2 separate regions of the Mus musculus genome follow, and region 2 is linked to region 1. Evidence: chromatin contacts called from public ChIA-PET data. All regions are on one chromosome and are shown on one strand. The core of a region is the stretch at or near the end of the contact, and the rest is flanking DNA. Distances in the headings are between cores, read along the strand shown. Region 1 holds the start of Haus6 (HAUS augmin-like complex, subunit 6). Region 2 overlaps Gm42312 (a long non-coding RNA gene).

Region 1 (5,955 bases), core at 1,744-4,243:
GTGAGGTTAGTGGCACAAAACATTGCTGGTCACAAAACAGTATCAAGTATTAAGTAGCTAAATATATTCTATAAACTAAAATATAAATACATATTTTAGTAACTATGAATGTCCTTTTTGCCCAGGTCATGGTCACAAAGTATGATTTCTCACTAAAGCAGGGGTTCTGGAAGAAATGGCTGATTTCAGGTCTGCACAGGAACTGCCCAAAATGAGCCTTCAATTTCTTGGAAATTTGAGTAAGTCCTCATTGTCCAAATAAAGGATAATTTGAATATTTATATGGATAACAAATCCAGCAAATTGAATCCTGTACATCTGTGTAGTTCCACAAATTCATGTGTGAATATATGAGATGTGGAGGGGTTGGGCTTCAAGGTTAGGAGGTTGAGATTATGGAAGTGTTAGAGCAAAATTGACAACATAAAGGGTTTTATACCATGAGCAGAATGGAAGACAGACTTAAACAAGGTCAGTTAACTGAGAGGCTGGGATATTTAAAAAGTCACCTATGTGGATAATAATCAAACACCAAAACTTCCTGTGAGCAATGTCAGATCTTAGAATGAACTCTGGTGCTTTGGAAAGCTTACAGATGGCCTCCTTGCAAACTACAGGAACTTAATTTTACAGGAACTGGTGCTTTTAGTAAGTCAGGAGGCAATAACTGCTTGATATGGTAATGTGAAATATGATAGTTCCCTACCTCGAAGGACTTGTTATACAAGGGATGTTCGAGAAAGAATAGCCAGAAGTTCAGGGTGCTGGAAGGGGAAGCTGTATACTTAGGTGAAGGGAGCCTCCTAGCCTGGAGAGTGTAGTGGTGGAGTCATAGAGTAGGACTCTGGTGATGGCTTTAAAGTCTGAGGTCTTGGGGCTTTCTAGCTCTCTAACTGTACTGAAATGCTGATGATAACTTCTAAAACGTCCTTCTGAGGGTAAAAGACTGCTGGTTTAGGTGATTAATAACTGTAGCCTAACAGCAGAGGATTAAACAATGTGCCTTTGTTCCATCTCGGCAGGAACTGCTGGGCTCTAACTTTCAGCCTGCTAGTCAGAAGTCACAGGAAGAAAAAGGGACACTTAGAAAAGTTATTATAGCATTTATTACTAAGTTGTAAAAAGTTTCCTATGGAAGCCATCTAAGGGGAAAAGCGAAAAGATCCTAAGTGGGAAAAGGAAAAGGGAAAAATTCTTCTAAGGGGGGAAAGGCAAAAAATTCTAGTCTAAGTGGGGAAAGGCTTTAAAAAATTCTTCTTTCTCATTTGTCTTCAGTACCTATACATCTTTCAGAATACATGATCACAAAGTTCACACAAAAAATCAAATCATAAATTGAAATAGAAGTTTACAATAGAGAATGTCTACATTCGTATCCATTAGGAATAATTTTCTGGCTAAACATCCATCACCTGTCTCAGCTCCACAGGTTCACTGAAGGTTTAAAACCATAACTAAGTTATTAGTGAAGTTTTGTATAGATAAACCCAGTCAATATTTTATCTTCTGTCCTAGCACCTATAATAAATCATTAGTTCCCTTTATATGACTTTTGGTTAATTGTTTTATCACCTCTTGGAATGTGCTCTGAATAGGAGAAAATCTGGTTACCATCTAAGAACTGGTAACATGTGGAAAATTGGCCGAGTTCTCATTGCAGTTTTGACTATCAAAAACGACTTAATAGGAGTCCCAGTAAAAATGAGCTTAATAATCACAGATAAAATTTTAGGAATTCTTATAGGATCATCATGATGACTTAAGTCATCTATTTGTCTATATGGCATCACTACAAGACAATACATCTTCATGGATCTGCAGAGATCTGCTCCAAAGGGGTGTGCTACTACTTAGTGATTGTTATATATTTTTAATAATAACAGGAAAAGCAATATTAATAGCAGGAATCTTCCCTAAAATGAATTCCTTACAGCCTTGCTTAATAAGGGTGCACCTGTCGCAGGTCATCTAATAATCCGAAGTAGACCACTTCAGGATGATGCTTGTCCCATTATGACTCCTGACACTCAGCAGAGAGACAGACTTTGTTGTAGTTGTTATTCGAGATAGGGTTTCTCTGAATAGCTCTGGCTGTCCTGGAACTCACTCTGTAGACCAGGCTGGCCTGCAACTCAGAAATCCGCCTGTCTTCTCCTCCCAAGTGCTGCCCGGTGAGAGACAGATTTCTAGTACAGCAAGTTGAAGTATGGCTGGTGGTGCCTCCCACAAAGATGGAGAGCATTCCAGAATTAGGAATTCAGGGTCATCTTCCTTTGGGAAGGGAGTTCAAGGCCAGAGGAGGCTAAAAGAAATCTCGACTTGCAACCTCCACGACCAAAGAAACATTTGATAATAAAAATTTTGCCAAGCACTCTAGATGAGGTGATCAATGAACAACTCCATCGGCCCCTGTGACTCTTGCCCATTAATTCATATAGTAGGAAGGCAGGTACAGTCTTCGACGCCAGACTGCGCTACATAAAGTTAGAGCTACATAGCAAGATCCTGCCTTTTTGGTTTTGCTTTGTTTTATTTCGAGACAGGGTTTCTTTGTGTAGCTCTGGCTGTCCCGGAAATCAGTAGTGTTCTCGAACTAACAAAGTTCTTCTCCTCTGAGTACTGGGATTAAAGGAGTACACCGCTGCCTCCACCGGACAAGACCCTGTCTTAAAATAAAGGAAAAGATGATTTGTTTAGGGCCATACACCTGCATCACTCACTATAAGGAGCTACAATGTAGCTTTTACTGAACAGCAATCACAACCCGAGCAACAGAAACCTAAAACGCAAAGAATCCGGAACTAAGGCCGGGAGGGCTCTAGAAAACACCCGGTTTCCGGACCTTGGGGCAATTGGCTGGTCACGCAATGCTTTGTGGGTCTTATAGTTTCTCTCAGGGACTTCATGTGCCCGGAGACAGGGATGCATTGCATGGTGGGAGATTGAGTCCTCTTAGGAAGACCAGTCCCGGAAGTCGGGACTGCGCCTGCGCCTGCGCAGTGTAGTCTTCCGCAAGCGCGGGAGTCTTGGTTTGCGTGGAGCGCTGCAGTCACTGTCTGTTTTTCTGGGCGCGTTCGGCCTTTTGTGGTGGGATGGCTCTCGGAGAGGAGGCAGCGGGCGGCCGCCGCAGAGGGGTTGTCGTCACCCCGGGATGCCTGTAGGAGGGGTCCAAGGGTCCTCACGGCTTCGGTGCCTTCGTTTTCCTCCGTCACAGTCGCCCTGCCCGTGGAAAGCATGAGCTCGGCCCGGGACTCCGCTTTCGAGAAGCAGCATCTCTGGATGTACCTGCAGGCGCTGGGCTTGGATCCGAGCTCCAGCATCACGTTCGGCGGGAAGATGGTGCCGCACGCGCACCTTGGAGAGTAAGGAGATCTGGGGCGGTGGCGCGGTCCTTGGCGTCCAGTCACTGGCGGCAGAACCCTGTGGTGGGGGACTGGTCGTCACCAGTGTAAGGGATGCGGGTGCGGGACGCTTTAGAGGCGTGCTCTGCAGTTGAGGCACAACGGCGGGCCCGCTTAACCCTGCCTTCGTGGTCTGTAGTTGGTGGGAGGCGTCGGGGAACTATATATGCAAACATCTTATAAGTAGTTAACTGTGGGTTTAAACTTTGAATCCGAACTAAAACATGTTACAGCTAGCAAAAACATAATAATGTGTGGGAATGAAAATCAAAAGCCGATACCCTTTCCTTTGCCACTTCAGTTATGGTTGCGATCACAAAAAGAAATACTTTGTTTATATTTGTATACTTTAGACACGAGCTTCCGGTTTCAGGCCCCCTTTCCTCCTTATAATTTAATGGAAAGAATGATTCTATTATTACTATATCACCATCATCACCATTATTACTATTTTTTTTTTTCGAGACAGGGTTTCTCTGTATAGCCCTGGCTGTCCTGGAACTCACTTTGTAGACCAGGCTGGCCTTGAACTCAGAAATCCGTCTGCCTCTGCCTCCCAAGTGCTGGGATTAAAGGCGTGCGCCACCACCGCCCGGCTACTATTATTTTTATTTTGAGACAAAACCCCCCTCTCTGTAGTAATGGGAGGTGTGCTGGGATTTTAATTCCATCGCCTTGCTCCTCCAGATTGCTGTTTTGCTTGCTTGTATGTCTTGTGTGAGGTTGTCAGATCTTCTGGGACTGGAGTTACAGTTTAGATCTGCCATGTGGATTCTGGGAATTGAACCCGTGTCTTTTTGGAGGCGCAGACACTGTTAGTAACCTGAGACATCTCTCCAGTCTCAATGAATTTTGTCTTTTGTTTGATTTTTGTTTTTGTTTGTTTGTTTATTTTTCAAGACAAGGCTTCTGGACCTCTTTTTGTGGACAGGCTAGCCTTGAACTCAGATACCAGCCTGCCCTTGCCTCTTATGTGCTGGGGATTAAAACGTCCCACCAACCATCCCTAGTTAAATTAACTTTGTTTTGTTTTTTGATGCTTTAGACATTTTTATGCAACCTCAGTTAAGTAGGTATATGATAGTATGCAATCATTCACTTGTAGTAGGTTATACATGTTATTTTAAAGCAATTCCATGGCATACATGTAATTTTACTATTAGGGACGAAAGTAAATTTGCATACTAAAGGATGCTCCCCCATTTTTTTCCTTTGAGATGGATGATTATATACCATGGCCTCCAGCTCTGTTTGCCTCTCTTGCTTAAGTGTTGATATCATGTTAACTTTTGGTTGATGCATTTTCAGAAACTTTTGCTGCTGTTACATTTCAGCCCTCACATAACTATGCTACCAGAATAGGGTGATGAAGTTTCCAGAAACAGGGCTGGCTGGGCATGACGGTGCATGCCTTTAATCCCAGCACTCGGGAGGCAGAGGCAGGTGGATTTCTGAGTTCAAGGCTAGCCTGGTCTACAGAGTGAGTTCCAGGACAGCCAGGGCTACAGAGAAACTCTGTCTCGAAAAGAAAAGGAAAGAAAAGAAAAGAAAAGAAAAGAAAAGAAAAGAAAAGAAAAAAGAAACCGGGCTGGAGACAGTTTCTGTTATGTTCCTCATGTTCCTCACCAAGGACAAGAATAATCTGGGGATAGATCCGTCATCTGTTGCCCCCATCTATTTAATTGTTATCTTTTTGTTTTTCTTCAATTTTTGTTTTTTTTTTTTTTTTTCCAAGACAGGGTCTCACTATTTAGCTCTCTGGCTGTCCTGGAATGCATTATGTAGACTGGGTTGGCTTCAGACTCATGAGAGATCCATTTGCCTCTGTTTCCTAGGTACTGGGACTAAAGGCATGAGACTCTGCTCCCAGCTGGTCTTGTGCTTGTGATAATCCTCTTGCCTTGGCTTCTGGAGTGCTGGGATTGATTGCAGGAGTGTGCCATTGTGCCTGCATGTATTTTGTCAGTATAATTTCAGTTCTAATGGTTGTGTTAATGCACCTAGGTATCTTATTTTTAATCTCTCTCTCTCTCTCTCTCTCTCTTTCTTTCCTTCCTTTTTTCTTTCTTCCTTTCTTCCTTTCTTTCTCTTCCTCCTCCTTTTTCCTCCTCATCTTCCCCTTCCTCCTCCTCTTCCTTCTTTTTCCTCTTCCTCCTTCTTTTTCTTCCTTTTTTTTTTTTTCTTTTTTGGAGAAAAAGGTTTTAATATCTCAGGCTGGTCTCAAACTCCAGATATGACCTTAATCTCCTAATCCTTCTGCCTCCACCTCCAAGTGTCAGGTGTGGTAGAAGTATGTACCACCATTCCCAGTTATTCATCTGTTTCTTAGTTTTTGTTTCATTTATTGTCTGTGAGTGTGCAAGTGCGAGCCACAGCAAGTGTGTGCAGGTCAAAGGACAATGTGTAGTTAGACGATTTATTTACTTGAGTTTGGGAATAGAATTCAGATCTTCAGGCTTGCATTTCTGGGAGGCAAGTTCCTTTCCTTAGGTGTCTCATCTATTCTTGATTTCTCTCAATATTTGTGTGGAGTCAAGTCTTTCCTGCCACCATG
Region 2 (5,485 bases), core at 2,916-5,415, 110 kb before region 1:
TGTGTGTGTTTGTGTGTTTGTGTGTGTACATGCAGGTGCTACATGCCCAAACCTCATATGTCATAGCATGTGTGGAGGTCAGATGACAACTTTTGAGAGTCACCTTTCTTCTTTACAATGTAAATAAAGGGATCAACCTTAGGTCACCAACCTTGGCAGTAAACATTTCCTTCAGACTCCTAGACAAGCTCCACCACCTACTACCCACCCTCACTCTCCTCCCCCTCCCCCCAGGTATATATTTTATGAACCAAGGCAGACCTGTCCTCCAGATTTTCCCAGCATCCCTCAGTTCCTACCTGGAACACCCTACTCCCAACCCTGAACTTTACATCCCAGGGTCTGGGCTGCCCTTCCCTTAGATAATCTAGACATTGAGTCCCTGGATATGGATTAATAATCCAGTCCCCATATAATCCAGACATTTTAGTCTCCTCACTCACTCTCTCTCCTTCTCTCTCTTCTTTTCCTTCTCTTCGCTCTGCTTGCATGCCCTCTCTCTCTCTCTCTCTCTCTCTCTCTCTCTCTCTCTCTCTCTCTCTCTCTCTCTCTCTCTCTCTTTCCCCTCTCCCTGGCCTCTGTCATTGGGACCATTGAACTCACTCAAGAATAGTTTCCCAATAAACCTGCCTTGTTTTGCCTTTAATCTGGCTTGAACTGGTTTATTTCAGGGGTGGAGAAATAATTTATCACATGGTGCCAAAACCCAGGAGGAGTTGAGTTCCCAGTTGGTGGCCCAGGTCTTTCCTAGCCACGCGGTGACTGGCTAAGAAGACTGGCTGCTTTACTAAAGGATCTGGGTTCAATTCCCAGCACCCACATGACATCTCACAACTGTTTGTAACTCCAGTTCCAGGACCCAACATTCTCAAACAGACATATATGCAGGCAAAACACCAATTCAAACACAGAAAAATAAATAAATTGAAAATGTGTTGCCCATTTACTTAAGAACTTTGAGCCAAGTGTGATAACATATATCATTTATCCAACACTCAGGAGGCAAGAGGTGGTAGATCTCTGTTAGTTGGAGGCCAGCCTGCTCTATATAGAGAGTTCTAGGTTAGCTAGACCTGTGTTTTAAAAAAGGAAAAGAGGAAGAGGAGGAGGAGGAAGAAGAAGAAGAGGAGGAGTGAAGAAGGAAAGAAGGAAGAAGCCTGTCATGGTGTCACAATAGGGACTTGCTGTTAGCACTACCTACCTGCCTCATTTTTTACTTTGTTCATTTTCTAATTTCTTGTTTTTGAGTCAGGACATTGTGTAGTACAGGCCTTGAACTTCTTATATAGCCAAGACTGGTCTTGAACTGATCGTTGATCACCTTGTCCCCATGCACCCAATGCTGGCTTTATCAGTGTATTCTGACATGGCTGTCCTTCAGTTCCATCTCCTTTGGTAAGGCTCGTTTCCTCCTCCGCCTCCTCTTCCTCTTCTTCCTTCTCCTCTTCCTCCTCTTTTTCCTCCTCTTCCTCCTCCTCCTTCTCTTCCTCTTCTTCGTCTTTCTCCTCCTCCTAAATGATCTATCCCAGCATCTATTTCATTGTTCTCTGATCATAAGGACCCACACCAATACTTTGAGGTTCTATCAAAATGTAGTGGAAAAGAGAAAACAAAGTAAAACCAAGCCCATTTCTTTCTGCCCTCCTAAATTCCCTATCTGAACCTGAAAAACAGACAAAAGATTTGAGTTGCTAAGAGTCTAGAGTGATTAAGAGTTAATCTCCTTTTCCAGGATGAGAGAGGGAGACACTTTTACAAATGGAAAAAAATATTTTTGAGACAGGGCTTTTGTTATGTAGTTCTATTTGTCCTGAAACTCTGTGCTGGCCTTGAACTCACAGAGATTGCCTGCCTTTGCCTTCCAAGTGCTAAGATTAAAGACATGAGCACCACCATGTTCAGTTTATAAATGAAAACGTAAATCCCAATTTAAGTCAAATATACAAAGGGCAGTTTCTCACAATGCAACCTGCACAAAGCAACCATTTTCCAGAATAGCAAACTTAGAATGGCAAATTCCCATCCCCTGTGATGCAGCTTACTATATCAACAAACACTGGGGCATTGGTAGTACTTGCTCTCAAGTGGGTTTGTTTGTTTGTTTGTTTGTTTGTTTGTTGGAGACATGAGACAGGGTCTCACTTTGTAGCCCTGGCTGGCCTGGAACTCACTAAGTAGACCAGATTCACCATGAAGTCCCAAAGATCTGCCTCTGAGTACTGGGATTAAAAGTGTGCACTACCATGCCTACTGTCAAGTGAGCTATTAACCTTGCTTGATTGGTGAATTGAAGATTACATTTTCAAATGTCCCTTTGCATGTCTCATGTAATGAACCATTGTAGAGGAATGTGCCTGACTCTAAAGAAATGGTCATGGTGGAAGAACCAGTCTTACAACGTGGGATTATGTCTAGAAAATGTTATAGATCCACATTAGCATGTGCCTCAGAAAATGACCTCATCCAGTTACTGATGAAGCAACTGAAGAACAAAACAGCAATGTTGTGATTATGCAACCTTGAGCAATTTGCTTATCTTCTCGATTTTTTAATCTCTTGAGTTGATCTCACTATCACCTATACCTCAGAGGAGTCTTGTCAGGAATAAATGAGACGATGCAAGAGAAACAGAGAGTTTCTGTTTCTGTTTGGCCACATAAATCATCAAACAAATAGACTGTAGCTTTAAATGTGATAAAAGGGTTCTGATTAACCATTAACTTACATATATGGGTTTTTGCCTGTGTGTATGTCAGTGCATCACATGTGTGGTTAGTCCCCATGGAGGCCAAAAGAGTTGGTGTTGGGTGCCCTAGGCATAGAGTTACAGTGGTTGTAAGCTGCCATGTAGATGCTGGGACTCACTGAATCCTGGGTACTCTGGAAGAGCAACCTGTATTTTTTTTTTTTTTGGTTTTTCGAGACAGGGTTTCTCTGTATAGCCCTGGCTGTCCTAGAACTCACTTTGTAGACCAGGCTGGCCTCGAACTCAGAAATCCACCTGCCTCTGCCTGGGATTAAAGGCATGTGCCACCATGCCCCGCCTACAATCTGTATTCTTAACTGCTGAGCCTGAGGGTCTCTGTTGTGATGCATTCAATCAAATACAAGCCCCTATGCATGCTGCGCAAACAAACACTCTATCACAAAACTACAGGTCCAACTAGGTGGCCCCTCTCCCTCTCCCTCCCCCTCCCCCTCCCCCTCTCCCTCCCCGTTCCCCCTCCCCCCTCCTCTTTCCTCCCTCCCCAGGCCTACTTCTCAACAAGGTGGAGCTTTACCTAGTCTAGATTGGAACTCAAGATCCTTCTGCTTGAGTAGCTTGGATTACAGATCTCTGACTCAGCTCCACCAAGTCTCAGTTTGGCTACTCTGTGAACTGAGAAGGACAGAACAAGTAAGTGAAATACCAGGGAGCCTTAGCATTCCTCAGAGAACTCCAGCAAAGGGAAGAGAACACTATACAAGCCAAATACCTGCCCTTCTTTATGGGAATTTACATAGCTCTCATCCTTTCTTTCCTTCTTTCTTTCTTTCTTTCTTTCTTTCTTTCTTTCTTTCTTTCTTTCTTTCTCTCTCTCTCTCTCTCTGTCTTTCTTTCTTTCTTTCTTTCTTTCTTTCTTTCTTTCTTTCTTAATTTATTCATTTTGCCTGATGATACATGCCTTTAATCCCAGCAGCTGGGTGGCAAAGACAGGTGGGTCTCTGAGTTTGAGGCCATATTAGTCCACAGAGTAAATTCCAGGACAGCCAGGGCTACACAGAGAAATCCTGTCTCAAACAAAATTTATTTGTTTGTTTGTTTGTTTGTTTGTTTATTTGATGCATGTGTGTGCTGGCATGTGTTTTTGCACACCACATGGGGCCAAAGGGCATCAGATGCCCTGGATCAGAAGCCCTGGTTGTGAGATGCCTGATGTGAATACTAGGAATGCAGCCCAAGTCTTCTGAAAGAGCAGTAAGTACCCTCAACACTCTAGCCTTCTCTCTAGTCCCTGGCTTTCATTTTTCTTATATTTTGTGTTTCTGTTATAGCTCTGCCAAACAGGGCTGGAGAGGTAGCTCAGTGGTCAAGAGCACTCTTTGCTCTTCCAGAAGTTCCAGGTTAGGTCTAATAGCCATATTAGGTGGCTCACCGCTGTCTGCCACTGCATTTTCAGGGGATCTAAGGCTCTCTGGCCGCCACCGACATTTGCATAGTGTTGCACATAAACTCATGCATGCATGCACACATACACACAAATAAGGATAAATAAATCTTTAACCAAAAAAAGAAAAAAAAAAAAGACTTGTGCCAAATAAATAACAAAACTAGTTACAAAATTATCTTCAAGGTTCTTTCAGCTCAGGAGTCTGAGGTTTTGCAAAGTTCACAGTTTCTGTTGCTATGGTTTCAAAACAAAGCCAAGGCTTTTAATGTTTTCAGGATAAAACCAACTTATGCCTGTAGGCAGAGAGCCAGGACATAACTCTAGGTCTCCTGACACTAAGGAAGAGATAGGATAATCTTTCTGGGCTCATGGAACTGGACCAAATAATTCATATTTGGTAATAGCTGTGGCTATTCCTGTGCTCTGCTTATGGGGAAACAAATTCTCTATTTTTGCTTCTTAATTTGTATTTTCTCCTTAGTGCCGGGGACCAAACAGAACCCAGGACTTTAGAGAAAAGATCTCTAGCACTGATTTAATCCACAAACTGCCTTTGAGTATAAGGAGTGAGTCTCTTTGGCTTGCTGGTGAGTACCCTATCTGTGATTATCATATTTATTACCCAATACTTTCCTAGGTAACTGTAGCTTCATGTTTGCTGAGTTCCACCTTACTGATAAAGAAGACATGGAGGAGAGATTTCACCATTGCTTCTACTCAGATTGTTTTACCCAACTTATTTATTGAATACTTTACTTTTTTATTTGACTTTGTGTATTATGCATGTGTATGTACATTTTGTGTATGTATTTATGTACGTGTGTATGTCGGGGTTTGGGGTGCCCATGCCTGAGCATATAGAGGCTAGATTCAAAGTCGGTATCTTTCTCAATCTTTCACCACCTTATTCTTTCAGACAGGCTCGCTGGCTAGACTAGTCATTCAGCTAGACTGGCTGACCAGCGAGCCCTTAGGTTCCTCTTGCCTCTCAGTCCCCAGGAAGCAGGTTCGAAGTGCGTCCAATCACACTAAAATTTTAATATGGCTTCTGTGGATTCAAACTTGGGTCCCCATGTTTGCTTTTCTGACCGATCCTCTTCCCAGCTTGCTCTTTGTTATTATTGATTTTATATATGTGGGTATTTTGCCTGCATGTGAATATATGCATTACATTTTGTGTCCAAGTTGACCTGATGAGAATATTGGATTCCCTGGAACTGGAGTTACAGATGGCTGTGAGTCACCACGTGGGTGCTTGGAATCTAACCCAGGGCCTCTGCAACAGCAGCAAGTTCTCTTAAACACTGAGATACCGCTTCAGTCTTTATTCTTGC

Evidence for each region. ChIA-PET counts read pairs in DNA pulled down with a chosen protein or histone mark.
Region 2: a contact with region 1 is called in an RNA polymerase II ChIA-PET map of memory CD8 T cells, with 161 read pairs. The contact joins the enhancer-like site here to the promoter of Haus6 in region 1. A contact is called at or near these places in 11 of 39 promoter capture datasets (the 3T3-L1 cell line, the C10 cell line, the HPC-7 cell line and 6 more), 1 of 15 datasets of contacts at CTCF or cohesin (the NIH/3T3 cell line), 3 of 484 Hi-C or Micro-C datasets (embryonic stem cells, stem cell-derived neural progenitor cells and stem cell-derived primordial germ cell-like cells), 15 of 115 datasets of contacts at active chromatin or transcription factors (CD8 T cells, the SCID.adh cell line, bone marrow-derived macrophages and 7 more) and 3 of 9 other capture datasets (adipose tissue, liver and macrophages).

Annotation. Positions count from the first base shown.
Region 1 is chr4:86,609,093-86,615,047 of GRCm38.p6, reverse strand. It overlaps Haus6 (HAUS augmin-like complex, subunit 6), which reads left to right and starts at 2,993. Exons shown (of 17, transcript NM_173400.3): 1 at 2,993-3,362. The coding sequence starts at 3,235.
Region 2 is chr4:86,716,356-86,721,840 of GRCm38.p6, reverse strand. The region is part of intron 2 of Gm42312 (a long non-coding RNA gene); the gene reads right to left. Among named protein-coding and RNA genes, the nearest start is that of Gm42312, 8.1 kb to the right of the region's middle. Within about 2 kb of position 4,165, at least 37 of the 459 cell types and tissues checked have an H3K27ac peak or open chromatin away from gene starts, as enhancers often do. A contact at or near this core is called in adipose tissue, bone marrow-derived macrophages and memory CD8 T cells, where this site is marked.